Linked DNA regions of Mus musculus: region 2 is linked to region 1. Evidence: chromatin contacts called from public Hi-C data. All regions are on one chromosome and are shown on one strand. The core of a region is the stretch at or near the end of the contact, and the rest is flanking DNA. Distances in the headings are between cores, read along the strand shown. Region 1 overlaps Bcl2 (B cell leukemia/lymphoma 2). Region 2 overlaps Bcl2 (B cell leukemia/lymphoma 2).

Region 1 (7,700 bases), core at 2,228-4,727:
TACAGTCTAACATAGACAAGTCAACCTCCATCTGACAAGGCAGAAGGTAGCATGTATTATCAACAAGAAACAGCTAAGTTGCTATGGTAGTTCAGAGATGGTGAGGCCCCGATGAAGAGAAGGAATCGAGCTCTGCACAGATATTACTTCCATAACTGTGGTAACTGTGGCTACCAGTAATTTCCCAATAGGAACTTCATGAGACATATAAGTCACTTCTCTCATGGAATTTTATAAATTGTGGTAGTCACAGGGTGGAAGTGAGTTCAGATATTACTTTGTGTGCAAATGTCTTTATCAGGAAGCAAGCTTCCTGTCACTATGGGGATAATCATACTTATAAAGATGTTTGAAGAGTTGAAGGAAGGCTTTTCTTGCTCAGGCTGCAGATAGAAAGAATTCCTTTTCCCTTTTTACTGACTGTTCACTCAACAAAATAAAAATAAATGCTGTAGATCTCAAAGGACTTTGAAAGAGAGCCACTCAGACATCAGTGGAAGGCTTAAAAAGAAGACTAAAATTATAGACTACTAGCCATGCAGTAGTGTGACTCTTCTGTAGAGTTCCATCATGCCTAATTGTAAATGAACTGTCAGTAAATTCTTATTGGCCTGTTGACACCCTTTAAGGGTCCAGTCACCACCTCCTACCTGAAAGGAACCCTGTCCAGATTGAGGCTGTTGTGATTAGAATGTGCCTTTTCACCTAAAACCTGTTTGAGGATGTATCTCTCTTTAGTTTTCACGTAACACAGAGTTTACCTGACGCTTTCCCTCCTTCAGTTCATTTCTTGAGACAGGAAACCTATCTCCCAAGCTGACCTCAACTCACTCTGTAGTTGAGGATGACCATGAACTCTGATCCTCCTGCCTCCGAAATTCTGGGATTGCAGGTGTATAACACCATACTCAGTTTATATAATTGATCCTGAGTATCAAGTCCAAGAGTTTGTGAATGCTAGGCAACACTCTGCCAACTGAGCTCCATCCCCAGCCTCCACCGTGTGCTTTTGGAACACTTCACTAAGTTGACATGGATATAGACAGAGCATACATTCAAATTTAGGTGGTTTATTTGGTAAAGGACTTTAGAATTTCGGGTTACTTTAAAAGTGAGATAAGTAAGATTCCTTCTGTTCTGCTTCCAGTGGGATATCAAAATTGTTGGCTAAATTCCAGCTGCTCATTCTTTATATTCATAGTACCAAAGGGACCAGAGCTAATGCAATGCAGTCTTGACTTAAGATATGACTGTGAGGTATTTACCCATGCAAAGCATAATATTTTGATAGATAAAGTGAGTGCATTAGGTGAGAAAGCTACTGAAAGAAACTATCAAATACTCAACAAGGTAACAGAAGTGTTTGAAGAAGCACCAAGCCCAAGTAGTTCAAGTTCCTCCAGAGTCAGAGACCCCCCAGCCCTTAACCATCTGACCGCACTGATGGGAACTCCCTGTCTCCTTTTACCCAGAAGCAGAGACCAGTTGGGTCCAACACTTTCCCATACTCCATACCCCGGTTGCCTGTAGAGCAGAGGCTGCCCCAGATAGGATGAAAAAGAGGAGAATGTAGCAGCCCACTTTGCATAAAAAGTATTTCAGGGCATTTACTGACAAGTAGGTATACTTACTGCATACACATGTAGGGCTGTATTATATCAAAACTGTCTAAATAAACAGAGACTCCACTGTCCCCTTCAAGCCCCACAGCGTCCTTAGGAATGTATTGCTTCCTCGGTTTCCTCTGGTGTCAGTGGCAGGAAAGGCAGAAAGCATTACCTTTTAAGAAGGGAGGGAATACTGAAAGTGCCTTATTTGCAGCCTGCTACAGCAGTAACCCTGCAGACTGGCTTCCCACTCAGCCTCCCATTACCATGCCTCCCAACCCCCTCAGGACCCTATGGGAGTTGTCCCGAGTTTCTGATTTCCAGGGATCACTTTTGAAGATCCAGCAATGCTTAGGTGATATTGAATTACTGATTATCCTCTGGTTCTGTTCCCACTGGAGGCATTCTGGTCAGCCACTCATTTGTCCCATTTAAAGCACTTGGTGGCATGAACTCACTGGGTTTCTGCCCACATCACTGCATTCCTGGGATGCCATTCACAGGCCTTAGCAAGATCATCTGACAGCTGCCTGTGAGGTCAATGAACTTTATGCATAATCAAATGCTCACAGCTAGGAGAAATCCTTTCCTGCTCCATCCCTCCCTGGGCAAAGAATACACGTTAAGCTGCCCCCTTGGTTCCTTGGTGAGGAGGTGGTGGAGTCCCCAGCTACTTTTACATGATTTAATGCTGAGCAGAGAAGGAAAGTGATTGCATCCTCTACAGGGCCCCACAGAACAGTCACCACCCACACTGTTTATTCAGACTGGGATCTTGGCCATTTGGGGTTTAAGCCAGAAGAAAGGGGGGAAAGAAACCAACCCTGGAATGAACACTTTTGAAACTCTGTTGTATTCAGGATGAAGTACGGCCAAGGATCCTTTTTAAAAATCTATTTAAAATCAATTAGCGGGATCATATTCTCATTTGGAATGGATTGTTAGCAAAAGCTAATTGTCTCTGTTCTCACCCAGGTTCTGAGCTTGGGGTAGATGCACAGACATTAGAATCAACCCTCTGTTTTGCCGGAGTCTGATGCTACTACCAAACTATGTGTGGGCAGTTGGGCAACCCTGACCTTTGACCAGCTTTCCATCTGAGAACAAGGAAAGAGGTGTGAGGAAGAGAGGCTGATGTAAACAAGCCTGCTCTACATCCCAGAGCTTCCCCGGGAAGCGACTCCCCAGGAGCTTAGCCCAAACTGAAGGCAAGAGGCAGATCACAGGCCTAGGGAGGAGTCTCTGTGAGGCACCTCCTCCATCTGTCTCTAGTCAGGACTGCAAAAAATTATCGCAGACATGGGAGATTGTATCTTAGTTTCAAAGATCTCGAGAGGAGATTCCGGGACCTCCCTTGGTTACCCACCCTGCTATTTAGCAGTTCCTCCAGCCAGAAAATTCTTTCTTATTTGCAGCCTCAAATGTGCATGTGGTACTGCTTTGGGGAGAAGCTCCTGGTCCAGACCACTCCCACAGCCAGCATGTTTACTCCTCTAATGGGATGGAGCCCATTACTGGCTTCTCCTTCAAGATGGCAGGGGCTTAGACCTCCTTCTAGAACAGTCTATAGGCAACCCAAGATGGAACAGGAGAGAGGGTAGGCTAGGGGTCTGAGGGATGGCATTGATGGAGATTAAACAGGTTAATGAACACTACTTCTGGGCATCTGTGTATTTATGGAGGACTGAAGAGCAAAGTGGCAAGTCAGAGAGTGAGACTTACATACACCCTGTGTACATGGAAGATGCTGAAGTTCCTGCTGCAGATTTTAAAAGAAAAGGAAAAGGAATTCCCCACAACAACAGAGGCTAGGATTGCACTGACTCCAGGACTCTCCCCCTAGTGTTCAATGCAGGGAGCTGGGTTGGGGATGAGGCTGCTGTGCTTGCCTGGCCTTACAAGACCCTGACCTCACTCACCAGTAAACTGAGTGCACTGTATGCTGCTGCGGATTCCTCCTCCTCCTCCTCCTCCTCCTCCTCCTCCTCCTCCTCCTCCTCTTCTTCTTCTTCTTCCTCCTCCTCTACTGATTGATTTATTCTGAAAAATGCAATCAACAATTCAAATAGCAATTTACAAATCAAACACTTGAATATAACACAACTAAAATATACTGAGGAGTAATGGTAGAAAAATATTAAAAGTCTTTGCTTTCCATAATTAAACTATTAATATTTCTATAAAAGCAGACAGTATTGAGTATACAATGTGTTCTTAGCTAGTGGTCTTGAAGCTGAGGTACTTCTAACATTGCATGGTGTTGCAGCATGCCTGCTGCTGAGAACACAGGAGTTCAGAACTGAAGCTGTGGTGTGATCAAAAGAGGAACACTGCAAAAATGCTATGATTCAGTTCCCATTTGATCTTGAATTAATATTGGGTCATAGGATGTACAGAAATCATTCACTGCTGCCAATTTTTGTGACTCTCACATTCATTTATGTGAACCTCATGGGGGTCTTAACTTAGGAAAACTGGATTCTGTAGTATACCTGTAGCCATTCCTAAAGCTGTGAATTCTCTGTGGCAGAGTTAAATATATATACGTGTGTGTGTGTGTGTGTGTGTGTGTGTGTGTGTGTGTGTGTGTGTGTCTGCTAGCATGAAGCATATGTCCATACTTTATGAATAGCTTTGCTGGTCTCTTGGCTTAAAAAGTCTAGCTGAGCATTTTACCCACAATTACATCTGGATGCTTCTATGGGGACTAAGTGACCCAATCTATACATTCTATGAATAAATTTATTGGTGTACTATATGCTTCTAATCCTAGCATTTGGAAAGTAGAGACAGGAAGACCAGAAGTTCAGGGTCACCCTCAGCTACATAGTAAATTTGAAGGTAGCCAATCACACACACACACACACACACACACACACACACACACACACACACACACCTGAAAACAAGGAAGCTCAGCAATTAAGAGTATTTGCTGCACGCATAGTTTCCAGCATCCATGTAAGATAATGTGCAACTACCTGCATATCTACTCCTAGGAGATCTGACACCTTCTCCTGTCTTTTGCAAGCACCTTGCCCATGTGACATACCCTCATAAATGCACATACAAAATAAATAAAAGTCTAAACAAAAAAAATAATAAGAGCTGAAAGAGGAGTAAGATACCCACCCCAGGCAAGATAGGGTCAGATGTCATTGTAGGGGAACGCCTGTCCTTAACTCCACTGGCTGAATGGTGTTCCTCTCTCTCCTCCTCTGACCTCTCCTTCCTCCTCAGCAGATGTGAAATAGAGATACAACCTCTCCGAAGTGAGTTACAGGCCCATTGAAAAGACATCAGATGACCGGCGCGAGCAGCTGGTTGCTTCCCTTTTTATGGGATTATGTCATTGCCTTTCCTAAGAAGGAGGTTTCTCTCCTCCACCCACCCCCACCCCACCATGCTTCCCTCAAGTGCCAGTTCCTTGTGTTAAAGGAATGACTCAGTGAGTGTTGTGGTGCTGATGGTGTGACAAGTGAGCTTTGAGCAGGGAAATGGTGACCTACAACCCATTGTGGAGGCCACAGGCCGTCTGCATCATCACTAGTCCTTTGCTAATGATGCTCATGGTGATACTGCCATGTGTCCCTCATCAGTGCAAGCAGTCTCAGACGTGCTTAACCTGTGACTTTGTCACTGTGCCAGCAGGACCCAAACTAAGATGGCTGTGGGCAATCTCTTATGGGTCCTCTGGCGCATATGCCGAAAGATGGAGGAGTGGGCCAGGTGAATATCATATACATACAACCTCTTAAACATAACCTTCAAAAATGTATACTTATAAGATGCAAAACACTACAGACAGCTGAGACCCATACACCATTAAAAATCTCTCCATCTCTCAATCTCTCTCTCTCTCTCTCTCTCTCTCTCTCTCTCTCTCTCTCTCTCTCTCTCCTTTTGGGTTTTCTATGTATCCCAGTCTGACCTAGGAGTCCAGACTGGCCTCAAACTCATGACATTCCTCCAGCTTCAACCTACCTACAGCTCGAATTACAGTTGTAATTCCACCCACCACACCAAGTTTCAACCACTGCTTATAAATGATGTGAAGAGGAACTGTAACTTTGAAAGCCTCCTCTGCTGCCACTGACAATATCATGCCCCAGTACTCCCAGAAAGAACCCATTCAGCTCTTGTGGTCATGTTATAAGTCTGATGTAGTTTTGTATTGTAAGTTATACCCCATATTATTCTGACATTAAAATGCACAGTTATATTCTTACTAGTTAGTATTTTTGCAACTTTTAATATAACTTGAAATATTATTTTTGAAACATGACCTAAATTACGTGATCTAGTTCCTTTAGCCACCATATTGTTGTGGAATGAATATTTGTATTACTCCCAAATTTATGGGCTGAGTCCTAATTCCACTGTGATGGCATTAGGAGTAGGTGGTTCTTTATGAATTGGATTTATACAGGATATTTTGGAGAGCTCACTCCTTTAACTATGTGGATGCATCATGAGGAAGGCTGAGCCACCACTGAATTTGCTAGCACCTTACTCTTGGATGCTCACTTTCTGGAACTGAGAAATAAATTGTGATTGTTTTGTAATAGCCCTCCAAACATATGTATGTCAGTCTTTTCCTGTGAGTGTACCACAGTCTGTCTGTTTCATCGTCACAGGGCTTTAGAGGGGGGTTCTGGATTTTGTTTTGTAAGTACTGACTGCTGTGAGCTTCTCTGATTGGATTTCCATGTAGGCATGCTGAGTTCTCAAAGACATAGAAGGTAATTAGAGTCTCAAATCTTCAAGTAAAGACGTCAAAACCTTTGGAGCTGCCAGAGCTTTCTCAGCTCAGCCTGTGTGAGGACCTGGCTGTGAGCATCCTCTGCAGCTCTTGACACAGTCAGGCTTTGTGATTTACTGACCTGGTAGCTCAAGAGGCATCTCACCATAGCTCCGATGTCTGGTGTTCTCTTGAGGTTACCTTTGGACCACCTTCCCCACAGTTCTCTTGTTGGGACCTCTTTTTCTTTGTAGTACCTATGTGTGGATTCATTTGGGTGTAGGGGATAATGGATTCTCTTTTGTTTTCTTATAGTTGTCTAAATGTTTGCTATACATTATGGCACTTAAGAGAATTGCCTTTAAATGCCTCATTTGGCTTTCAGCAGCTTTGTCACATAAGAGACTTTGAAATCAGTTACTTCATTTTCCCCTTTGGTTTATACAATTGTATACATAATCTCGAGAGTAAATTTCTGTGTAAGTTGAAAACTCTTTTTTTTTTTTTCTAAATGTTTTAAAGTTCGCTGGTTTTATTAGGATTTGAATCTTACTTGGGGGAATAAAGTGAGTTAGAGATTTTTTTCTCTACATGGGATAACTGTCCCACCTGATGAAAGTTCAACCTCCTCCTCTACTGTGCTGTGTTGCTGACTCTCACATACGAATCTCTCTCTCTCTCTCTCTCTCTCTCTCCCCCTCCCTCCCTCTTGCTCTCATATACACACATATGCACACACAGGTTTAGTTATCTGTGTCTGAACCAACACTATGTTGTCTTAGTTACAAGATAAATGCATGTATCACTATCTTGATATATGATAAAGTCAGTATCTTATTCTTTTCCCAAACAATTTTCACTAGTTTTGGATACTCACCTTTTCTGTATAAAATTTCAAATCAGCAAAGCATTGACCATAGAAAACCCAGGCTTGAGTTTGAATATGAATTTGGTTTGGCTTACACATTAACCCCGGGGGTACTCATGTTTGCGTTGACTCTTGTTGCCTCTGAGCCTGATGTATTTCCATTATTAAGGCCTTGAAGCTTTCAGCTGAATTATATGTGCGCATATATACATAATATTTCACATGTCTTGCATTTTACATATATTTATTCATAGGCACTTGATCATTTCTTGCTATTGCTGATGGAATTTTATTTAAAAAATACATTTTTTAAAATGGTTATACTAACATGTCAGGATATATTGGTCTTCTTTCCAGAATCCTGGTCAGACTCTTACAGTTGTGTGTCATTTCTCATGGGTTCTCTGTGTGGGCGTCATCAGCAGATAATGCCACTTTTCCTTCCCTCCTTGTCCTGCTTTGTCTTTCTACTTTTCTCTGTTGA
Region 2 (7,700 bases), core at 2,125-4,624, 67 kb before region 1:
CCTTCTATTTATTGTAGCACTGGCTATTGGACTGGGCGTTAAGCATAAGGAAGGAAGGACACGAGCACTTATTGAACTCCCATAAGTGCCAGACCCTATGTTTAACCTTAGTAACCTCCTAAGAATGGAAAGCAGAATTAGAGATTCAGAAACCGCACGACCTCTCCACTGAGAGGCAAGACCAGCTCTTACATTCAGGCAACCCCACTGCTAACTAAAGTCCTATAGGACTTAAAGAAAAATGTAAGCGTTTAAACACAGATCCATTCAGAATGACAAATGGATACATGCGAGGTTCTTGTTTTTGTTTTTGTTTTGTTTTCTTTAAGAAGCCACTTAGTCATCTGCATTTCAGTAACAAGGAGATGAAATCTTTCCCACTTTATGGGGTCCAAACAGTCTTTCACAGAGCTGAGGGGAAAAAAAAAAATGAAGCTTTTAAAGGAGTCTTTTCTGTTTCTTTCTTCTCTGGCTCCAGCATCTGTGCAGCTTTTGGAAAAATAAGTGGTCACCGTTGTTTTGTTCAGGGCCAGACACCTGACTGCTGTGCTCTTCCAGGGGTCAGCATATTCAGAATAACACCCCCCCCCCCCCCACCGTGCTGTCCTCCATCCAGGCAGTGACTTCACCAGCAAATTGTAACCTGCCTAATGCCTTTAATAAAAAGGTGGGAAGGTCTGTGGCTTCAGGTCCTCTGTCCTCCTGACTCCCTGGCCGTTCTTTTTTTAGGCTAGACCTTTGTGTGTGTGTTTTTTTTCCAGCGTCCAGGGGGTGGAATGACATGTTGCTCACATTTACAAGGAGATGATGTATCTCCTTTAAAAGTTAGCTGTAAATTTTCTTCTACTCAGAAATAAACCTACCTCCGGCCAGATGAGGTTTCCATGCCTGCGTCCCAGAACTCGAGGGTGCTTCCATAGTAACTCTTGACTGGGATGCATGCAGTGCTGAATCACAGGGCTCAGGGAGCGCCAGGGTAGGCCGGGAAATGCTTTTCTTCAGTGAAATGTAGACACCAAACTCTGACTAGTGAGGACATTCTTCCTGCTTTCTTATGAAATGTTTCTGTTATGTTTTGTCTGAGACAAGGCCTCTGTATGTATCTCTGACCAGTGTGGAACTTGTCATGTAGACCAGGCTGACTCAAACTCAGAGATCTGCCTGCCTCTACCCACTATGTACTAGGATTAAAGGTGCAGACCACCACGCCTGGCCAAATGTCTCTTTTCTTCTCTTTCTCTCTTTTTAAATTGATAAATTTCTTCATTACTAAGCATAGATGAGTCGAAAATTTAAATAACTTCAAGTTCACATGCAGAATGTAAAACTCAAGAGTCAACAAAAAGAATCACATGTATTATTTTTTTAGTAAAGCATAGATAAATACAAAATTAAATGTTTTTTTCCAAGCCTAACTAATGTTAACACTTTTAAGAGCAGAATAGCATAGTATTTCTTAAGACGCCAAAAAAAAAAAAGGAAGAGAAATTGTTATTTAGGTCCAGGGAAAATAATAACCTTTCATTAGGCAAGACAGAGTTCAACATGAGGCTCCTCAAATGCCCAGCCTCTGTGGTGGTGACTGAACTAGCCAACTGTTTATTCTTGTTTTAATTTATAAGGAATAACCCAACAATGTAGTATTGAAAAGGCTGCTGTATTTTTTTTAAACCCTGACTATCCCAGTGTATTCCCACTCCCAGTGTCTCCCATCTTTTAGTAGAGTGTGTGTAACAAGTGCTGCTTTAAGGACAGGGGAGGACTTTGGCTTTGGTGTGAGAGGAAGAAAGTCCCACGCTTTGACCTCAGTTCTCTTGGGTTTCCTCCTGATGTACCCAAGAAACAGCAACCTTTTGTCACAGAACTGTAATCTGTGTGGAGGAAGCTTTCAGAACTACAGACACATTAATGTCTTCAGCAATCTCTGCTCAGTGGTGGCCGTTCCATACAACAGCAGCTGTGCAGGGTGAGCTTGCTAGCATTTACATCCAGAGCCACTGCGGACTCGGTCACCGTTCCCTAGCCAACTTGCAAAGAAACAGTGTGTGTATGTGTATTAGAATTTACCGAGTTTGCTAGGTTTTGTTGTTTTTGAGACAGGTTTCCACTCTGTGCCTTAGATGGCTCTAGACCTTACCTGTACTGTTCTGAGTACTGAAGAAGCAATACTTGAGGTTGTATAGACCCTCCTGTATTCACCTCTTTAGTACTGGGGTTAATGGCATGACTTACCATACCTAGCTAAAAGTCATATTTTATTATTTTTTGTGGTATTTGGTATTGAACCAGAGACTCCAAGTACACTAAGCACCCTAGTTTACTCTTCTATTGTGAAAAGACACCACAACCATAGCAACTTTTATAAAAGAAATAATTTATTTGGGTACTTGCTTACAGTTCTAGAAGGTTAAAATCATTATTATTATGGCAGGGAGTATAGCAACAGGCAGATAGGTATGATGCTGGAGCAGTAGCTGAGAGCTTGCATCCAAATGCACGGGCAGCAGGCCGAGAGAGACAGACAGAGAGACAGCAAGCAGAGACAGACAGACAGAGAGAGTGTGGCAGAGAGAGCCACTTGGCTTGGCTTAGGCTTTTGAGATCTCAAAGTCCACCAGTGACATATTTCCTCCAACAAGGTCACACCTCCTAATCCTTCTAATCTTTCTTAAACAGTTCTGCTCTCCAGTGGCTAACGAGCATATGGGAGGCCTTCTTATTCAAACCACCACGCTAAGTGCGCCCTCTGCCACTGAGCTCCATGTCATTTTAACAATGCTGTTTAATGCTGTACAGTTGCCATCATTTTCCATCACTAGGACTTGTGTGATCCCCAAAGAAAGTCTCCTCCCATCAAATAATAACTCTGATTTTTTTTTTCCTTTTCTGGGGAACAACCTCTGCTTTCTCTGCCTATAAACCTGGCTATTCCACACCTTTTCAAAGCAGAATAACAATTTAGCCAATTTGCATTCACAAGGCATTTTCTCACAAGAGTATTGATGTTTTTCCATCAGCCAATCATGACAGCAAATGCATTAAACCAAAACCAAGTTAAATGAGAGAGATCTACACATTATTAAAACAATTGTTTTAGAGTCTGATGGTATTTTTCTTGCTGTGTAGCCAACTCTCTAACAGAAACAACTAAACGGGGCAAGAGTGACTTTAATTGTCAGGTTCAGAGCTTAGCTCATTGTTCTTGACCCCACTGGTTCTGGGCTGATGGTGATGCTGAGTATCATGGCAGCAGAAGAGAAGAGAAAGAAGCTGTTCATCTCATGACAGGAAGCAGAACAGAAAGAGGAAGAAGCTACAGCAAGATATTCTTTCAAATCCTACCCTCAATGGCCTGCTCCCTTCAGCCATGCCTAGCCTCTCACTATTTCCCAACAGCCCATTCAGTGGGTGGCACCGTTGATGAGGTCGGAACCCTCACACTAAAACTGTCTGTGGAAATGCTAGAGCTAAGCTTTAAATAACTCCTCGGCACTTCTCAGGCCAAGCGAGTTGTCAATCAAAACTGATGTCACTCTGCTGTGAAGGGCAGCCTGGCAGCTGAAAAGGCTGATGATCTTCTGCAGCCCTGTGTATGGAGCAGACTCAGGACCCCAGAGGTCCTTCTCAACTCCTACCCAACTCAGCACAGCGCTCTCCAGACAAGGGAATTGCTCACAGCAACAGGTGGAAAATCCAGAAAAAGAGGGCAATGATTTGCAGAAACCCCTCCATTCTAAATGGTTAACATTTTTTGAAAGTTTAGGCTTCAGCCATCTGAAAAACCCACTTTGTGAGACAATTCATTTCAACTCACTGTGAAAGAGAAGGTGAGTGGGGTGCAGAGTTTAAGTCAGTGTTTGCTGACCTGCTTTGTGCTTTTTCTCTTCTCCTACCTTACTTTAGAGTGGAGAGTTAGGTGAGAACTCTCAAGTGGGCATACAGCAGTTTACAGGGGGAGTTTTGGCTTTACCATTGAATCTTTATCTCTTTCTGTGTATAAAGTCACTTATTTATAAGGGTCACTGGCATTCTGTGTCAGCTAGAGTGGCTCTGGGGAGGCTACTTCACATAGACTGACCCTTAACCACCATTTTGGACAGTAGGGTATGATAGCATCTGGCCTGGTTGGAGGCCTGACCTGTTGTGATAGAATTGCGGTTGGAGTCTGGACACACCACACCAGGCCAATGAGAGAGGTTTATTGTGAAGGAAGAGGGCAAACAGGGTGATGGAGATGAAGGGAGAAGAGAGAAAAGAGAGGGCAAAGTTCAAGAGGGTCTGCCTTTTATTTAGTCTGATTTAACCGCTTGCATGAGAGGTAAACCAGATGGATACTGGGAATGTATGGCAATTGCCATGGCAACAGATGCATGGGTCCCTGTCCCCTATGGGTGACATCACCGGAGGGAACCTGCAACCAAAAAAAAAAAAAAGCTGGTTCCTGATACCAACATTGCCTGTGATGGAGAAACAAAGAAGTAGATTACAGACCTGTGAGCTATCCTGAAAGGAAGTGCAGAGTGGCCATTGGGCCCAATGGTCTGGGGAGGTGACTAATGGCAGTGATTGCAGGGTGAAGCTGGGGTTGAACCTAACCAGCACCAGAGTAGCTTGTGTAGACACACTACTACTGTTGTTCCAGACTTGAGTTTCCAGAAAGCTGCTTCTCTCAAGGCCTTGGATGTGATGACTCGGGGCAAACGTGAGCAGCCGCAGGACGCTTGTTTAGGAAACCATCTATCTTGTGTAGACAGAGTATCTGAGATGACCTTAGCAGTAATAACAATGGTAATGATAACAACAGCACAGCCTTTCCCCTGGCACAAGAAACCAGTTTTGTAATGAAACTGGAATTTCCCTGGGGAATAGCCTTAGAGAGAACTGGGCGGGTAAGATAAAAATAACCAATATAAAATAGTGTCTGATTGTGTTCTGTTCTCTCTTCTACACTTGGCCTTGCGTGATTTACTTTGTTTAGCTGTCATGTTGAGTGTTACTTCATTTAACTGGTGCATCCTTTGGTCCAGAGAAAGAAAGATGGCTCAGTGGGTTTAGAGGCCATTAGTCACCTTGAATTTTTACCTCAATGCACCTGGCAGAGAGGTGGAAATGACTCTGGGCGAATGTTGCCCTGGGGATGGAAGCCAAGTCTCTTTGGAATAAGGGGTAATGGGTTTGGTTTTCCAGGGTTCTGGAGGCCCAAATCTGAGCTCCCCAGCACATGGGCATGTGTACAGTCATGGGTCATTAGGACATCCCCTGAAGCTGTTTTCTTGCCATAAGTCAGAATCTTGTAAATTGACTCTTGTCATAACAAACGATGCAGCAGCCATATGATATGGCTGGGCTCCCTACCCCTTTACCCAGAGGATGCCAATTTCCAAGTGGGCATAGAAGATTTTACTTTTATGTTGACTCTAACAGGGGGTCTGTCTTGCTAGACCACTTTGTAAATGGTGACAAATAGTGGTGGTCATAGCATCATGGAGAAAAGAGTGAGGCTTCCAAACCTAGCCAAGCTCTCTTGGTTCCAGATTTTATGCAAATTTGTATAATAGAATGCAAATGATTTCCCAGTAATTCAGGGCCCAGGGGCCCATGTTCATCTGTTTTTAGCTGTGTACCTGGGCTTTTTTGATATGGTTACTTTGGAGTGAGGGGGCATATGCAGTGAAGCTTAAAGAAGGCTGGGGGGTTCTGGCTTCCTCCATCAGTAGACGCTATGCCTGGGATTGCATCTTGAAGCTGCAGCTTCTCTGTCTACAGCCACAGGCCATGACTTACATATGTGGGGAACAGGAGAAGGTCAACCCAGACTAACATATTTTTAAAAAGTCCTTTATTTCTGCTCTTCTCCCCCAAACATTTCAGTGCCATAGTATATATCATTTATTCATCGCACATGTATTATTTATCGGCTATAAGTACTGCAGTAGGTATTGAAAAGAAATTAGCATGTTCTCCTCTTAAATGTGAAATTGTGGAACTCTGGCTGTAGCTTTTCCACTTCCAACATGATAGCTGGCCCCTGTGCATGTTGACTGTGTGAGTGTGGTGAGTCTCATTTCAGATGGGTTGAGCATGTAAATCATGTGTCAAGTTTCAAAGACTCTTGGCATCAACAAGTGAATTCAGAAATGTTCATATTTATATAAACATGTTTGTGTATCATTTTTATATTAACTGCTTTTTTAAAAGATAGTATAAATAAAAATATATTCAATATGACCACTAGAAGGATTGACATGGTGTATATAGCTCCCATTGGGTTTCTGTAGGGCAGCATTAGAGGAGACTTCTAGCATCTCAGTATACAATGTAGTCACCTTCTCACTTTGGTGTTTGGGAATTATATAGAATTGTAAAAGATGACCTTTCTTTTTCCACAAATGTGGTCTAGTTTACATGTTTGCAGCATCCTGTATAACCCACCTCAGAGTATGTTCCTATCTATAGTTATTCCACTGTCTGTCCACTGAAGTAGTCAGGCAGGCTTTTTCTTATCTTCATAGAGGAAGATGCAGAGTCAGGGTGACTTGCTAATCTACAGAATTAGAGCTGAGCTGTGAATAGAATTCTAGCCTTTGAACTTCTATCCCTATTGGATAGAAGGCTGTTAGAAAATATACTAAGTATATAAGTAGCCAAGGAGCTAAAGGGATCTGCAACCCTATAGGTGGAACAACATTATGAACTAACCAGTACCCCGGAGCTCTTGACTCTAGCTGCATATATATCAAAAGATGGCCTAGTCGGCCATCACTGGAAAGAGAGGCCCATTGGACTTGCAAACTTTATATGCCCCAGTACAGGGGAACACCAGGGCCAAAAAGGGGGAGTGGGTGGGCAGGGGAGTGGGGGTGGGTGGATATGGGGGACTTTTGGTATAGCATTGGAAATGTAAATGAGCTAAATACCTAATAAAAAATGGAAAAAAAAAAGAAAATATACTAAAGCTTCTCCATATGGACATTTTTCTTTACCAAAGGCTATTGTGCAAACACAGTCCATTCAGAAGTGTATGTAGGTTATACATTTAGGTAACATATCAGACAGCTTCATTGTGTGTGTGTGTGTGTGTGTGTGTGTGTGTGTGTGTGTGTGTACTTGTCTACAGCTGGATAATATGACATAGCCATCCAAGGTTTTAGCTAATGCTTAGTTTTAAGGTACAACTTCTGTTGGATTTGTAGGCTTGTTAGGGAAGAACAAGGTCAGGGTAGCAGGTGCATTGTCACTGTTAGCATGTATAACATTTATAACATCTTCTCATGTCAAGTTCTTGGCATTATAAGGCATGGCTGAGAAGCTCTGATTGAGATTCAGTCATCCATGATATAGAATGGCAAGACAAGTTGCCTGGAACTTCAAGGCAGTGAATTGTAACCAGGAAGTCACTTGACATGAGAGGTGGCCTAAACACGGAGAGGGGAAGAGAAAGGCTGTATCGGTCAAGGCAGGTAAGATGTGTATAGTTGTTGAGGGCACTGAGGCCCAGGAGATTTCGAGTGTCTTCCTAGCTTTACCAGGTCCACAATGTTGGAACATGTTATAGTCTTTCTGTTTCTTTATGTTCCATTGAGGGAGTTGGGTTAGAGAGTCTCTCATCATTTTGAATACATGACTTTTGAAGGCTAGAGAATCAACAAAGAGAAAGCTAATAAGCTACCAATCACAGCAGCGAGCTTTTGGCTCTCACT

The links. A called contact is a pair of places that touch in the nucleus more often than the background predicts.
Region 2: a Hi-C map of bone marrow-derived macrophages shows a contact between it and region 1, with 2.4 times the contacts expected there. The contact joins two enhancer-like sites. A contact is called at or near these places in 2 of 15 datasets of contacts at CTCF or cohesin (CD8 T cells and the NIH/3T3 cell line), 52 of 484 Hi-C or Micro-C datasets (B cells, the C2C12 cell line, CD4 T cells and 33 more) and 8 of 115 datasets of contacts at active chromatin or transcription factors (the 230-238 cell line, CD8 T cells, the HPC-7 cell line and 4 more).

What each region holds. Positions count from the first base shown.
Region 1 is chr1:106,624,673-106,632,372 of GRCm38.p6, reverse strand. All of the region lies in intron 1 of Bcl2 (B cell leukemia/lymphoma 2), which reads left to right. Among named protein-coding and RNA genes, the nearest start is that of Gm37053, 14 kb to the right of the region's middle. Within about 2 kb of position 3,477, at least 189 of the 459 cell types and tissues checked have an H3K27ac peak or open chromatin away from gene starts, as enhancers often do. A contact at or near this core is called in the HPC-7 cell line, bone marrow-derived macrophages, macrophages and 2 more, where this site is marked.
Region 2 is chr1:106,691,590-106,699,289 of GRCm38.p6, reverse strand. The region is part of intron 1 of Bcl2 (B cell leukemia/lymphoma 2); the gene reads left to right. Among named protein-coding and RNA genes, the nearest start is that of Bcl2, 19 kb to the left of the region's middle. Within about 2 kb of position 3,374, at least 47 of the 459 cell types and tissues checked have an H3K27ac peak or open chromatin away from gene starts, as enhancers often do. A contact at or near this core is called in the HPC-7 cell line, bone marrow-derived macrophages, macrophages and 2 more, where this site is marked.